2 separate regions of the Oryctolagus cuniculus genome follow, and region 2 is linked to region 1. A link is a contact called in public Hi-C data. All regions are on one chromosome and are shown on one strand. Each heading gives the region's core, a stretch centred on a gene start, on an enhancer-like site or on the middle of the called end of the contact. The rest is flanking DNA. Distances are from core to core; before and after follow the strand shown.

Region 1 (7,120 bases), core at 4,434-6,933:
TGTTCCTTCTTAGATGTTCCTGGTGCATGCCGTCTCTCTCCTCCTTTATAGTCCTCCTCTGCCAATCCCAACTCGGCTGCCCACACGCCGAGTACGCTGCTCTCCTCCAATCAGGAGCAAGTCCTGCTGTTTATTGGTTGAACTGGAGGCAGCTGTGTAGAAGCTGTTTACTCCTCTCCCAGCGCCATATTGTGGGAGAGCAGATGCATAGAATAAGTCTTAATTCCAGTAACTTAGTCTAGTCCGGGTTGCTCCCCACACTGGAGCACATTTTGCTAAGTGAAAAATTAGAAAACACAAATACTGTGTTGACTTCACTTATGTGTGGAAGTTTAAAAAGTCAAACACAGAAACAGTGTGGAATAGTGAGTGCCAAAGTATCCAAACTTTCAGTTCTAACAAGTTCTGGACATCTAACGTACAGCATGGATGAAAGTGACTATATTAATATATATATATATATTTATTTGAAAGAATTACACAGAGAGAAAGATGGCAGAGAGAAGTCTTCCATCTGCTGGTTTACTCCCCAGTTGGCCAGAGCTGTGCTGATCAGAAGTGAGGAGCCAGGAGCTTCTTCCAGGTCCCCAACGTGGGTGCAAGGGGCCACGGACTTGGGCCATCTTCTGCTTTCCCAGGCTATAGCAGAGAGCCAGACCAGAAGTGGAGCAGCCGGGACTTGAAACGGCACCCATATGGGATACTGGCACTGCAGGCGGCAGCTTTACCCCCTATGCCACAGCACCAGCCCCTATATTAATTTAAAAAGAAAGCTAAAGAAATTGGACCACCAGAGTAACATTGAGCTTTGCCTAGGGAATTGAGTGAACACAGGGGTCACCCTTCAGCTTTTGGCAGTCTTGGAGAATGTACAGGTGTTTTCTGCCTGTGGATTAGTTAGGAATATTCCAGGAAATTGTTATATAAAATGTGTGAGAAATGAATTAGACATATACTTACATTCTTACTTACATCATTAAATATTCTATATTTACATATATTACATCATTAAATATTCTATATTTACATATATTACATATATTACATCATTAAATATTCTATACTTACATCATTAAAATGATTCATAATCATTTTAGCCTCTAAGTTCCTGTAGAGAAAGGAGACCATTTCTTTTGCCTTGGACACTTAGCAGTATAGCCTAACACTGTCCCTGCACATAGTACCATCTTTTAGTTTTGTTAAGGCTTAGGCAGAGTTGAATATGGCCTGGATAAAGTTTACTTCTCCTCATTTAATGAACATATATTGAGCACCTATTGTGTATCAGGCCTTACAGTAGTTATTGCCTCCTAGTTTCAGTTTCAGAAGCTTGGTTGAATGAAGCAATCTGTTAAGTAGTAAAGGGTGTTGAATGCTCTGACAAGTACACCTCATAGGGCTACAACAGCACACCTAAAGAGAGCTAGCCCTATTGGAGGGTGACAGGGAGACTTCAAAAAAGGCTTTTCTTCTGAGCAGAGATTTGAGTCAGTAGGAGCTGACTTGAAACAGGGCAAGCGTTATAGCAAAGGGAACATCACACATAAAATTGCCATATAGTCAGAGAATAACAAGTAGTTTCCTATGAAGGATGGTAGCAAATAATGGTAGGAGGTCAAGTGGCTCAGACCAGGCCATAGAAAGCCTTTGTGTCATGAAGTGTCTGGAGTTTGTTTAGCAAAGGCAATGGTTTTATCACTGGAATGCTGGTTGAGTCCAGTAAAAATAGGTTGTAATCCATTAGTGGACTGTAAATCAATTTAGTGAATTATGACCAGCATTTTAAAAAGTGAGCTAGAACACAGTAGAAAAATATTAGTGTGCGTATTTCCGTAAGTATTTTGTGAAGTATCCATAACTATTTCAGTCATATATGTAAATGCATAGTGGCAATGTAAAATATTTAGTCTGTTAAGTCATAGTGAAAATGGTTTTTGATAAAACAGTAAAGGTTAAACAGGATACAAATAACTATTTACTTTTGGGAACAATTATCAGACTAGCCAGGTTTAAACAGAAATAAGCATGAAAGTGATTATTTCAGCATAACTAGGACTTCACCTCTTAGGAACTCTAGGTACTGTTGTTTCTTAGTTGTTCTAATCCACAATCTCAGTGCCATTTCCATTCTACTGCCAGAACCCTGTTAGCACTGAGTAACTTGCCAATTTAACCTTACAACAGAACAAGGATTCCTACTGCCACAAATTTTATGCCTGTCTATCCTGAACCCATCAAAAGAAAGATGGAAATAACAGGACTGTCTTAGACTTGGATGTCTGGGAACCAATTCACAGTCAGGAACTATAATGCAATGTGGCAGATTCAAAGTAGTATAGAAACACTGTAGAAGTACCTAGTTTGACTATGAATTTAGGTTATGGGGGCAGAGGAGCTACTCAAATATAATTAGGTAGGTAAAAGTGGAAGGGTTCTCTGGGTGGTAGGGACTACATGAACTAAGAGGTAGTAAGGGTAGGTACACAGAGAAACAAGCCAAAAGAAGGGCTTCTGTGCTTCTGTAGAATTGAATGAGCCACAGGAGCTAGCAGGACATTAAAATGGTCAGGTTTCTATCATGACAGCTCTGCCTGGAGCAAGGCAAATCAGGGGGCAAGTGCAGTAATTCAGGAGAGCCATGCCTTAGATCGGTTTAGGAAAGGTGACTGTAGATTTAACAAAGATTATGGAAACAAAATCAATGTGGTCTGCTAATTCCACTGAAGATGGATGCTAAGGATACAGTCTGGTTTGGTGTTTCCTCTTAAAATTAGTGTTAAGACTACAATTTGTTATCTGCATATCTGCGTGTGTATGGGAGGCACTACTTTGTCAGTCCTACTGTTAAGAACCCAAGATGGAGAACCTTTGACAACGTGAGAGGGAACTCATTTTTCTTGGTCTCTTGGGTTTGGAATTTGGATGGACTTGAAGGAACATTCCACCGAAGTAAAAATTTGTCACTTACAGGCCAGATTTCTAATTTCTGATTCACTGCGGTTTATTTCCCTTGGGTTATCCCTGAGCTGTTAGCAAATGTTCTAGGATTCAGGTAATCTTATGTGGGCCAAAATATTACAGAGGAGGTAGTGTCCCTTGAGAATGTTGTGACAACAGCAGATTAGACTCTGAACTCCTTGATGGCAGAGGCTATTTCTTCTCTATATTCTAGTGTAAACAAGGGAAGAGTGAATTTAGATTTATTTGAAAAATGTTTTTAGTGTCTACTGCATTAAGTTTTCTGGCAATACTTCGTGAACACACTGGTAAAGGGAAAGAAGTAGAGAGCCACCTTTGGAGCAGCCAAGTTTCAGATTAGGGCACTTGTGGTAAAGTTACACCAGAATAATTCTGTTTCTGAAGTTCATGTCTTACCACTAGACCAGTGACCTCTCTCCTCTTACCCTTACTTATTAAACTCCAATAACAGTGGGCCAAACACTCTAACAGCTAAACTTCTTACCAGTCTACATGGGAAATAGCAACCATCAGGCCCTGCTGTAAGTGTTGAGGCCAGGAGGAGTAGCTCCCATTTAAGCCTTCTCATGAAGAGAAAGCAACCATCACCCTAGTTGCCTCTGAACAGAAGGGAGGAACAGCATGCCTGGGCCAAGCCCAGCTTCACAGTAATTAGTAGATATAAAGGAGTTCTCTGCTTCTCACGTTCCCAAGCCATTCTGAAGCCGGATTTCCTTTTTCTGAGTTCCCAGAGAGTCCCAGACTTGACAACAATAACAACTTCCAGGAAATTCCCAGTGAGTTTAACTTCCTAATCCTCCTTACTTCAACTCTCTCCTTTATCCCCTCCCCTCTCCACCAAGAGGAAAGAGCTTAATCTGAAATCCAACTTCCCCTGTTGAACGCCTCCACCCCTTTGGTCAGGGTAGTGGATAGCTGAGCTTTTACGTCTTCTCCTCTGAGGCTCATTCAGGAGTGGAGGGAAGCACGCGAGAGTAAAGTGGGAGCCTGCCGAGAAACAGAGGAATGGTGTCAGGGTCTCCTGAGGGTTCCTAGGAAAGTGGATTGACAAAGTTTCACTTGTAGATTTTACTGCCCCACCCATCAAAAGTAATCTTTCTCTAAGGAATCTAAACGGCTCACTCTCTATGCTGGGTGTCAAAACATAATCACCTTCAGGAGCAACACTGGAATTGTAAGATGTGTCCCATCTAAAATGGCATTAACAAAAATAAACTATACTAAACACACGGAACCCGAAACTAAGAATCAGAAAATCAAGCCATGAATTTACTATCTCAGGTAGATTGAGCATTTAGTTTTCATTCTCCAGAAACCTCAGAGGAAGAAGAAAAAAATCAATTTACATATATTCACGTTAAGGAATTTTATATACTGTGCAGGTCAAGGGCCAGAAGATTCTGGACCCCATTAAGATTGTCCATTCCAGAACTCTCACTCTAGGTCTTCTCAGACATTAATAAAAGAGCAGCAGAGGCCTGTAATCAGTGGCACCAATGAGAGCTGCAGACCCATCAGCCCCAGTTAGGTTCCTGGTGTTTGAGTTGTGTGGCAGCTGTGAATACTTGTTTCCTGGTTCAGCCTGAGGTCCTCCCGCAGTCCCTGCAGCAGCTGGTTTAGGAGTGTAAGGTTGCTGTCTCTGGGAGGCAGAGGCAGGGGTGGGAGGCAGTTCCCTTTATACTCGATCACAGCCATCTTGGCCCGATCCTGCTCACTCCGATTCGGGATTTGCAGCATTCTCGTGTAGCCCCCATTCTGATCTCGGTACCGAGGGGCCAGGACTTGAAACAGCTTTGGGATCAAGTCCTTCTCCTAGAGGGAGAATTATTCAGGAGAGAGTGGAGTCAGGTACAACTGCAGAGGCATTTAATTCTCAGCTACTCCCAAAGGTAGGGTCCAAACACATGTACACAGACCTCCCCCACGTCCCCCCCAAAGTATTACACAGAGGGGCCATTCACAGGTCATTCTGGCGTATGCGTAGTCGCACCGGGTTCAACTTAAGACACAAGTTTCCAATTTAGTTCCTAACAGTGGTCCACACGTCAGAGCTTAACTCTGCCCGGCCCCCTCCCTCCAACAATCCCCTCCTCTGAGGGAGCAAGCAGTGCATCTGGGAGGCAAAGACGGGTCACACTCACCGTGAGCCAGAAGTCAGCCATACGCATGGCTCGTTCGTTGGTGTCTCCCAGCTTCCCATAGTCGATGAGCTGCGAGGAGATGGCAATCAATTCATCCCGCCACTCAAGGGTCTTTAATTCAGGCCGCCCGCGACTACGCAGCCCTTACTCGTCTCCGGTTTGGGCTCAGTCTAGGATCCTACGTGATTCAGACTTGGGGAAGGGTTTACCAGAGCAGTCCAATTCCTCGCCAAATTCAGCCAGACCCCGCCCCTGCAGCCTAGACGCGCGCGGAGACAGGCCGGCCTCGCTCCTTACCTTCTCGGCGTAGCCCCTCATCTCGTCCACGCGCGCCCATGACGCCTCGATGCGTTCGTGTCGCACCAGTCCCGTGAGCAAGTTCCGCAACAGGTGAATGCGGGACTCGGGTCCCAGGCCCAGGCGGCGGAATACGCGGCCGTGGGAGACGGCGGCGGCGACCGACAACCGCATGTTCGCAGCGCCCCCGCCCCTCAGAGGCCGGAACTGGAAACGCCAGGGGAGGGGCCAGGCGGAGGAACGGCGGGGCGCATGCGCCGTCGCCCGGTGCGTGGCGGACGTGTTTGCGCATGAGCATCACGGAGTGCCTCGCTGGCAATCTGAGGAAGGGCGGAGGAGGGGAGTTGAGCTTTTCCCGAGGCGGAGAGCCGGGCGAGCGTCCCTCGCTGTGAGGGGGTGCTCCGCGGCGAGCCAGGGAGCGAGGCGCCACCTAGTGTGGCAAACGGCGGCCATCGGGTCCTCCTAAACGACGTGGCGGGGTTTAGACGGACGGGAAGCTCCTCCGCGGAGCGGCTAAGAAAGTGAGTGTCTGAGGGAGCCGCGCCTGGAGGGGTCGCGCTGCTGCGAGCTGACTGAGCGCGGGCCGCCGGTAGCAGTAATGGCGAAAGGAGTAACCAGGAAGCCCAGGAAAGAAACTCAGATAGTGAGACTTTTCTGTTGTTGAAGTAGTCATCGCAGTTAAAAATCCTAGCGCTAAAAGACAGAGTAATGGGCTAGCATTTTAGAATTACATCTCTGTATTTTTCGAAAGGGTAAAAGCATACTTACACATTATCTGTTCATGTACAATAACATTATAGTTTACTTTTGAATCTCAACTCTGCAAGTTTAATTTTTTGAAAAGTTTGATTCATTTAAATATTTGAAAGGCAGACGATGGGGCAGTGGGGTTTGGAGATTTGATGCGATGTGGAAGTTCCATCTGCTGGTTTACTCCCCAGTGGCCGCAATAGGCGGGTCTGGCCAGGCAGAAACCAGGAGCCAGGAACTCCAATGGGAGCCCCCATGTGTGTGTCAGGGTCCTAAGTCCTTGTGCTATCTCCCCTTGCCTTCCCATGTGAATTAGCAGGGAGCTGGGTGGGAAATGGTGCAGCAAGAACTCCAACCGGCTGCTCAGATATAGAATACCATCATCGTAACGGGTAGGTTAGCCATTGTGCCACAGTGTCAGCCCCACAACGTCTCCAAATTTACAGTGAGTATCAGTATTATTCTTTGTGGGTTGAACTGTCATCCCCCCACTTCTCCCACCCCCGGCCACCTCAGAATGTGACCTTATTTGGAAAGAGTCATTGCAGATGTAATCAATGACAGTAAGGTCATACTGAAATAGGAAGGACAGTTCATGAAAAATGGCGAGTTTGTAAAAAGAAGGCATTTGAAGAGTCAGACACACAGGGTGAAGATTGTCTGACAAAGACAAAGACATACAAGGAGAATGGCTTGTGACCATCAAGAGAGGGTTTGGCTATATAGTTGCAAGTGAAGGAATGGACTCCAAGGATTGCCAGGAAACATTTGAAGCTAAAAGAACATCATAGATCCGTCCCTAGATCTTTCAGAGAACATAACCTGTGGACACTATAATTTTTAACTTCTAACCTCCTGAGATGTGAGACAATAGATTTTGTTGTTTCAAGCCCCATGGTTGTTTTACTTTGTTATGGGGCCCTTCATAACTAATACATAATCATGTTCTTTAG
Region 2 (7,476 bases), core at 3,836-6,335, 200 kb before region 1:
GCTTGGGGGAACACACTGGGTCTTTAGACCATTTCTGAAACTTGACTTTAGCTGTCTGGCTCCAGTTCTTTCGACTTGGAAAGGCTTTGGTATGATTAGACTGAACGGTTCTCCACCCAGACCTCCCTCCTACAGTCCCCCACAAATTGACCTCACTGGGCCTGCTTTTATGAAAGGTTTATTCCTAGTGCTAGATCCCAATCCACCTGGGCTCTGAGCACAATTAAATTGGGTGGTGGGTGGGGGAGGTGAGGCCCATCCAGATGCAGGGCCAGAAATGGGGTTCCCCATTAACCCCACCCCTTTGGTCCCAGTCCCCTTCTCTGCAATGGACACGCATAGAGGAGGGACAAAGGGTATTGGAGGCAACATCATTGGCCCAGGGGAGCCCAAGAAGAGCTGCCATTGGCTGACAGGGCCTTTTGAGGCTCTGCCTTTGGTCAGGGGGCACACTCCAGGAACTGAGGACAGGTCTGTGGAGTGATACCATTGGCCAGGGAGTGGTTTCTGTCATAGCCTTTGGCTGTGGAGTGGAAGGAAAAGATCTGGGAATGAAGGCCCATGGCCAGCAAGATAAAAGGACAGGGCAGCAGCTTCTGGGCCTACAGGCCCTCTTCCCATCACAGCAGTGTGGGCAAAACTGGTATCAGGCCGCAGCCAGGGAATGGGAGCCCAAGCCAGAGGGCAAGGGATGTCCCGTGTCCAATCTCCCCCACCCTGGGGCTGCCCGTTCCAATGTCCTTCTTGACAGCCAAGTTGGGCTAGGAGCATCTCACTGCTCCTCTAGCCAGGAGGGCTTCTCGGCTCCCGGAGGCCGCAGCTTGATGTTGAACTGCTGCAGGGTCTGCTCCAGTTGTTTCTGATTCCCAGCAAAGTAGGCGGACACGGCATTGTGGAAGAGCAGCAGCTGCTTATGCATCACCTTGATCTGGGGGTCCAGCGGGGTCAGATAAGGGCAGACTCAGGAGCCCTTCTTGAGGGGCTGTGAGCCTGGGCCTGGGCACAGACCTGGGGCACATGGACTCTGCTTTGATGCTGCTTGTGGCTTAGGGGCTGAACTTTACCCAGGGAGTCAAAGGAGAAGAGTCATTCTGATGGAAGAAGTCTGACCTGACTGTTGGGCCTTGGGTCCTGGTACCCCAGCTCAGCGGGTGACCTTTCCCAGTTATGTTCCTGGGCCAGCAGCCAGATCCTCCAACAGAAAAGGTCTGGAGATTAAATGGAGGGTGCCCTAGAAAGGCCCAGGAGCTGAAGGGGCTGAGGGAAACATCTCACCCCTATGTAGCCTGCGTTTCCCCATCCAGTAACAGGGAGGGCCTGAGGGAAAGGTTTGTGTCTTCTGAGGGAAGGTGGGCTAGGATCAAGGGAGTGGGGTTAGCACCTTGTTTTCTTCCAGGAACTTGAGCTTGATGGCCACATCTCCCCGCAGCTTCTCATACTTGTCCCGATGGGCCTGGAAAGTGGCCTGGGCACTCTCGAGTCGACCGCGTGTTCCTGCATCCCGGGGGCCTAGGCTCAGCTCTTCTAAGTCTGTTCGGTAGGCATCATATTCCAGCCTGGGGAGGGGATGATACAGGCTGGTCTCCATCCCTTTGTCCTCAATATACACTCTCCTTTCCTTCCTGACTTCTTATGCCCATAATGCCCAAACTTCCACCCATACCAGCCAACTCCCCAAACCTAGGCTTTGCCAGTGCCCACACCTGGCAGCCTCATACTGTTTGACAGTCATGAGTGTATCTTCCATGGTCTTGGTGACCAATGTGTTGATGCTAGAGACAAAGAAGTTCACAGCCCCTAGCAGTGTCTCGCCATTCTTGCACAGCAGCTTCTGTGTCTCTGCGTTGTAGCCAAATTCCTCCTAAGGGCAGAAGAGACCAGCCTTGAGTAATAGTCTCTATGCGAGTGGAGCTGCAGAACCTTTTATTCCCCTCCTCCCCAGGGAGGAAACAGCCACCAAAACTGGCACAGCCAAGGACTGCCTGCAGCAAGGCTCTCTTTGCCACAAAGTTAGTAGGGCAACCCGGGGATGTCTGGGGTAGGATTGTGGAGGGCGGGAGTGTCTCAGATAAGTTCACAAGACCAGAATGGGGAAGAGCTAGTGCAGCAGGCAGGAGGAGCTCCAATTAGGCCGAGCACCAAGGGCATTCTTGACAATGTAGAGAGGGATTACTCGTGAGGCACCTAGTGTGCCCCCTCCCCCACCCCTTCCAACATCTCGACCTCTGTACAAACCCTTAGGCTGCCTCCACAGGTGAGTGCTGCTGGGGGCAGGGCTTGGCCCACCCTGAAGGGGTTCTCCCTGTGGGCTGCAGGAGGGAGGGAGGGAGGGAGGCTGAGGAGTGACTGTCTGGAAGGGCCAGGGCCCAGTCCCCCAACCCTCTTTGGTCTGGCTGAGGCACCTGAAGCTCTGGGGACTTCTGGCTGAGGTCAGCAAAGGCGTCACCTAGTGCATGCTGGGTCTGCAGCAGGCTGTAGAGGTGGGCTGTCAGTGCCCGGCCCAGCTGCAGGACACTCTCATACTTGCGCTTCGTCTCACGCAGCAACTCAATCTGCAGCTCTAGCTCCAGGTCCACAGTCCGGGAGCCTCGGCCAAATCGCTCTGATAATAGTTGCTTTGTACACTGATTGGGAAGTGAGGGAATAGGTCAGAAACCCTAGCACCCTGCCTCCCTCCCAATAGGTACGTACTCCAGCACCCCCAGGCTCCTAGTCTCAGCCATAGATGGCATATTAGGATTTGGGGGAAAAAGTACCCAGGGGGAGTTTTGGGGAAGGGAGAGGGGCTAAATCCCACCTTATATGTGTTGATGCCCCATTTCTTGACAATGTCAAACTTCTCTCCAGCGATGCCCCGAGCCACTTCATCCCCAGGGCCAGGAGGAGTGGTGCTGTGAGATGGATGGCGGCCAGACCCTAAAGGACCAAGTTCTCTGACACCAGCTGCTCTCAGATACAATCAGACATCTCTAAGGCCTCACTCATACTTTCCTTCCAGCACATGAAAATGACTTCCCTAAGGAAGCTTGAGACAACTGAATTCTCCTGCTCACTAGAAGGGACATGTATGTACCTCATGCCCTGAGAATCCAATCCCAATATACATTTGGCTACCTTTGTGTGTGTGTGTGTGTGTGTGTGCTGGGGTAGAGGGAGGTTGGGAGGAGTGTTGCTGGTATGCAGGGCAGGGACAACAAGAAAATACATTGTGTTGGGGGTGGGGTGTCAAAGATGGTGAGTCCTTGGAAATCTGGTAGGCATCTCCATGTGGAATCCCAGTCAGTGACATCCGGGACTGTTTGTTCCTCTAAACTTTAGAGTCTAAAGTAAAACTGAGAAGCCTCACAGAGTTCCAAATTAGGCTTAAGCTTTAGAGCAGGAGAACTTTTGTGAACCAGAAGTCTTAACTTGGTTCAGATGGTTGTAGCAGGGAAAGGACAAAAATGCCACGTCAGGGGCTAACTGGTAAGTGGGAAGCCGACAGCAAACCCTGGGAGCTGGCTTTGGGCTGAGAGGACTCTATGGGGTTTGTATGAGCAGAAGTTCCCAAGCTTTCCGAGATACACTTGTATACCATGCTCCTCCAAACCACTCCTACCCCCCTCCCCACTCAGGCTTCCTGTCTCTGATCATTCATACCTGTGGGGATGAGTCCATCACCAGAGCCCCCATAGCCCCCAGACACAATGCTGGTTTCATTGAGGTTGGGTCCTGACACCATCACCTGCTGGAGGTCCTATAGGCCAGAGAAGAGGGGGGCAGCTGAGGCATTGTGGGAGTGGGAACAAGCTTGGATTGAAGCACCACAGACAGTACACTAGAGAAGTCTGCACAGAATCAGAATGAAGATTTGTAAAAAGGATGAAGTGAGGTAGATAAGCTAAGGAAGGTTGCTGGAATAGGGGTGAGAGCCCAGGTTTTATAAACTGGATTCCCGAATTGAAACAAGAATGAAAGAGAAGCACCTGCTCCAGCCCATCATCTTCAGGAAGCTGCCCAGCTTCGCCGTTCCCATGGATAGGGATCTCCATTGTGGCTGCCTTCCCTAGGATCCCGTCCGTCATGGCTAGGGAAGGGGCTGGAGCCAAAGTCTCCACCCCAGCACCCTGCAAAGCCCAACAGACAGTTTTGGAAAGTGGCCAGCAGTCTGGAAGAGAGAGTCCGCTCCTGCCATTTCTCATGTTTTAGAGGTAGTCCCAGGCTGAGTGTCCTGGAGTTCAGCCACCACTCCTTTCCTCAGGCATATGTATTTCTCCCCCACCGAAGCGCACATTTCTACACACCTACACCCAAGCCTCAGGTGTCTTCTCACAGCCTCCCCACCTCCCAACCTCAGGACCTGGTGCTTGTTCATGCATTCACTCATTCACCAGACATTTAGTGAGTGCCTACTATGTGACAGCCACTATCTGAGGCAATGGAAACACAGCACTGAACAAGAGAGATAAAGTCTCCGGTCTCTTGGAACTTAGCCCCATGCAGGTGCGCTTACTCCCAGCAGGAGCCAAGCCCCCTTCCAGCACTCCAGTGCTTTCTCCCCACTCAGGTATGCTCTCTATTGCTCCGCCTTTCATACTCCTAAAATGTTCTTTCCCTCTTCCTTCAGGGTGGTCTCCCCCCTCCATCTCATACACCTCCTCTTCCAGGGGCCCTCCGCACCAGGCCTCGCTTGAAACAGCTGGTCGCTGGTAAAAGCCTCTCTTCCCCAGAGCAAAGGTGATCCCTTCCAAAGTCAGTTGTGTCTCTCAGGTGTGTGAGTCCCTGTTCCCCTCCCCCCGACACACCTGGGCATCAGGTGTGTCCTCATCCTTGCCTATCTTTCAGGGGCATCTTGCCCTCAGGACAGGTCCGTGCATTCAACTTCCCCTCGCCCAGGCACGTCCCTCTCACCTCGGGCCGGGCAGCTCTTCCCCTCAGGGCGCCAGGCCCGAGCGGCGCGGGGACCTCCGGTTCCAGTTCCCGTCGCGATCCTAGCAGCAGGTCAGGGACTCGGCGGAAGTGACGGCCTCTCCGGGCAGAAGAAGCTGGCCACGTCGCAGATTCTAAGGGCGGAGGTGACGTAGCAGCCAGGGGCAGGGCTATCCTGGGGCCAACCCTTTAGTCCTTGGTGGGGGGGAGGGCGGGGGAGCGACGAGAGATTACTTCCGGGGCGGTACCCAGACCTTGAAACGGAAGTGACGTAGGGCGTGAGCGCCTGGCGGGATGGAGCAACAGCAACAACTGAGAAACGTGAGTGCTGCTAAGTCGCCCTAGAGCCGTGCCGTGAGCTCGCTTTGCAGGAACTGCAGAGAGCCAGGGATGCCAAGGCTGGGAACAAACGGCTATGAAACGTGGTCCTGGGAGGCCTGTGGCTGCGGGGCCTTGAGGTATGGGGCCCATATCGCTGAGTTCTTGGTCCCCTTTTCTTCCAGTTGCGGGACTTCCTGTTGGTCTACAATCGGATGACAGAACTCTGCTTTCAGCGCTGTGTGCCCAGCCTGCACCACCGAGCCCTGGACGCTGAGGAGGTGGGCAACTATGTAGGGACGTTACCCTCGATCCTCAGTTACGGGTCGTCTGCCTCCTCCACCCCCTTCCCCTTCCTCTCCGGCCTGGCCTTCCCACCACCCTCACCCCTAGGCTGCGGTTGGGGAAGGACGAAGCCGGGCCTAACGGGACCACTTTGGCCTCTACTTAACCCCTCTGTTTTCCTTTCAGGAGGCCTGTCTACACAGCTGTGCTGGGAAGCTGATCCACTCCAACCACCGCCTCATGGCCGCTTACGTGCAGCTCATGCCTGCCCTGGTACAGCGCCGCATCGCAGACTATGAGGCTGCCTCAGCTGTGCCGGGTGTTGCCGCTGAACAGCCTGCAGGCTCACCGTCCAGCAGCTAGCCACCCCCAGTCCCAAAAGGGAAGGCCTTGGATGGGCCCTCAGATTGAAGGACCCTGTGGACTTTGACTAGGTGAAGCCTGCACGAGGGGTTGCCTGAAAGTTGGGTACCGTTGCTCCATTTCCTGGAGCCAATAAACCCACCTTTTACTCTGTTTGGTTTATATTATGGGCAGGGAACCTTTGCTCACTGTAGGCACCATCCTTTGTTCTGTCGTTTAGTGCATATCTGCTGGCCTCAGCCCTGACCACTGAGGAAGTGTTTTCTATATGTAGAAGGAAAATGTCTGGTGTTCAGGCAGCTGGTTAAGTCAGGCTCTGTAGGGACAAGATCAAGGTCGGTAGTAACAATAGAATTGTTTCCTTCCCGGATGGCAGAAAATGGGAGCCCTGTCTGGCCATGCTTAAGTCTGCCTTAAAAGATGCACCTGTGAGTCAAATGTGGATTGGTATGTGACTGTTTTTGTGGACTGTGTCTTAATTCTGCTGGTTCCAGGGAAAGGAAGTGTGTGTGTGTGTGTGTGTATGAACAATAGATCAACATCCACAGGGATTTTAGGTACCGCTTCCTTACGAAGTCAGGAGATACAGAACAGAGATGAAATCTGTTAAGAATTCTGGGTGTTCTGGAACTTTATCTATTTCCCCAGGTTGTTGTTTTCTTAGTATTTCTGTCTTGATTTAGCAGTAAAACCTTAAGCAAAGAAGGGCTGTTTCCTTGTCTTAGGGAGCAATCCGTAAGGGTCAAACTTGGAGACCATATTCTTCAATATAGTCAAACTTAGGGAAAAAAAAAAAAGGAAAAGTAGATTATGGTGGTTATGAAAAAGGGGATAAAACAAAATCATTGGGACCTTTTTAATGTTACCTTAACCTTTCAGTACTTGTCTATAATCTTATTGTAGCTTTCTACCCCGGACCTGACTTTGTCCAGTATGCCTGTTTTGTGATTTCTAGTCCCATGCTCTCCATTCTTTTCTAGTTAGCACTCCCACCCCCCCACCAACTGCCTTTTCTTCTGTATTCAGCAGTCTGAATGACATATTGCCTTCCACCCCATTTTCTTGTGGAGGATGTCCTCCTTTTTCTATCATCCCACTTGTTTGATCTTTTCTAATCCTCCACTCAAACTTGTAGAGAAAAACAGTTGTGTAATGAATACTACCAAATAGTCAAGGCTTCCAGCTTCAGCAAAGCCCTCACTACTGACATACAGCCCTGAATGGCTTCCTGGTCTGTTCTCTCTCATCTTCACCAAGGCAGTTATTTCCCACCTCCTCTCCTCTCTAATCGAGACCATCCCTCATCAGGTGACTTTCATTTTTTACAGAGGAATTGATGTTCTAGGCATTTGTTGTCACAGCAATAAAAGAATTCTTTACAAAGACCCACAAAGCAGTTTTTTTTTTTCATTTGCAATTAGAAAGTTGAAATTCTCAAGTAGCCGATCTTGTATTAAATGCAGATCTGACTTGAAAGTCCATTTCCTGAACCCAGGTGCCTCTCAGTTATTTATTGAGCACCCACTTCGTATGGGTCCTGATGCTTGTAGATGCTATGCTTTTTCTTGGTTAACCTTCACAACAAAGCTCCAAGTAAGTAGT

What was found. Hi-C and Micro-C count contacts between places; a contact is called where the count stands out from the background.
Region 2: a contact with region 1 is called in a Hi-C map of psoas muscle, with 4 times the contacts expected there. The contact joins the promoter of ARFIP2 here to the promoter of MRPL17 in region 1. A contact is called at or near these places in 2 of 6 Hi-C or Micro-C datasets (ear pinna and psoas muscle).

Annotation. Positions count from the first base shown.
Region 1 is chr1:60,201,001-60,208,120 of mOryCun1.1, reverse strand. MRPL17 (mitochondrial ribosomal protein L17) reads right to left here and starts at 5,683. Exons shown (of 3, transcript XM_002708772.5): 1 at 5,418-5,683; 2 at 5,121-5,189; 3 at 4,248-4,791. The coding sequence starts at 5,591. The coding sequence ends at 4,504. It overlaps LOC100338374 (LIM domain-binding protein 1-like), which reads left to right. Exons shown (of 3, transcript XM_051823803.2): 3 at 1-219.
Region 2 is chr1:60,402,151-60,409,626 of mOryCun1.1, reverse strand. It overlaps ARFIP2 (ARF interacting protein 2), which reads right to left and starts at 5,085. Exons shown (of 7, transcript XM_051851314.2): 1 at 4,891-5,085; 2 at 3,966-4,106; 3 at 3,640-3,736; 4 at 2,798-2,916; 5 at 1,704-1,861; 6 at 1,382-1,556; 7 at 163-928. The coding sequence starts at 4,064. The coding sequence ends at 773. It overlaps TIMM10B (translocase of inner mitochondrial membrane 10B), which reads left to right and starts at 5,112. Exons shown (of 3, transcript XM_002708763.4): 1 at 5,112-5,229; 2 at 5,412-5,507; 3 at 5,698-6,027. The coding sequence starts at 5,203. The coding sequence ends at 5,874.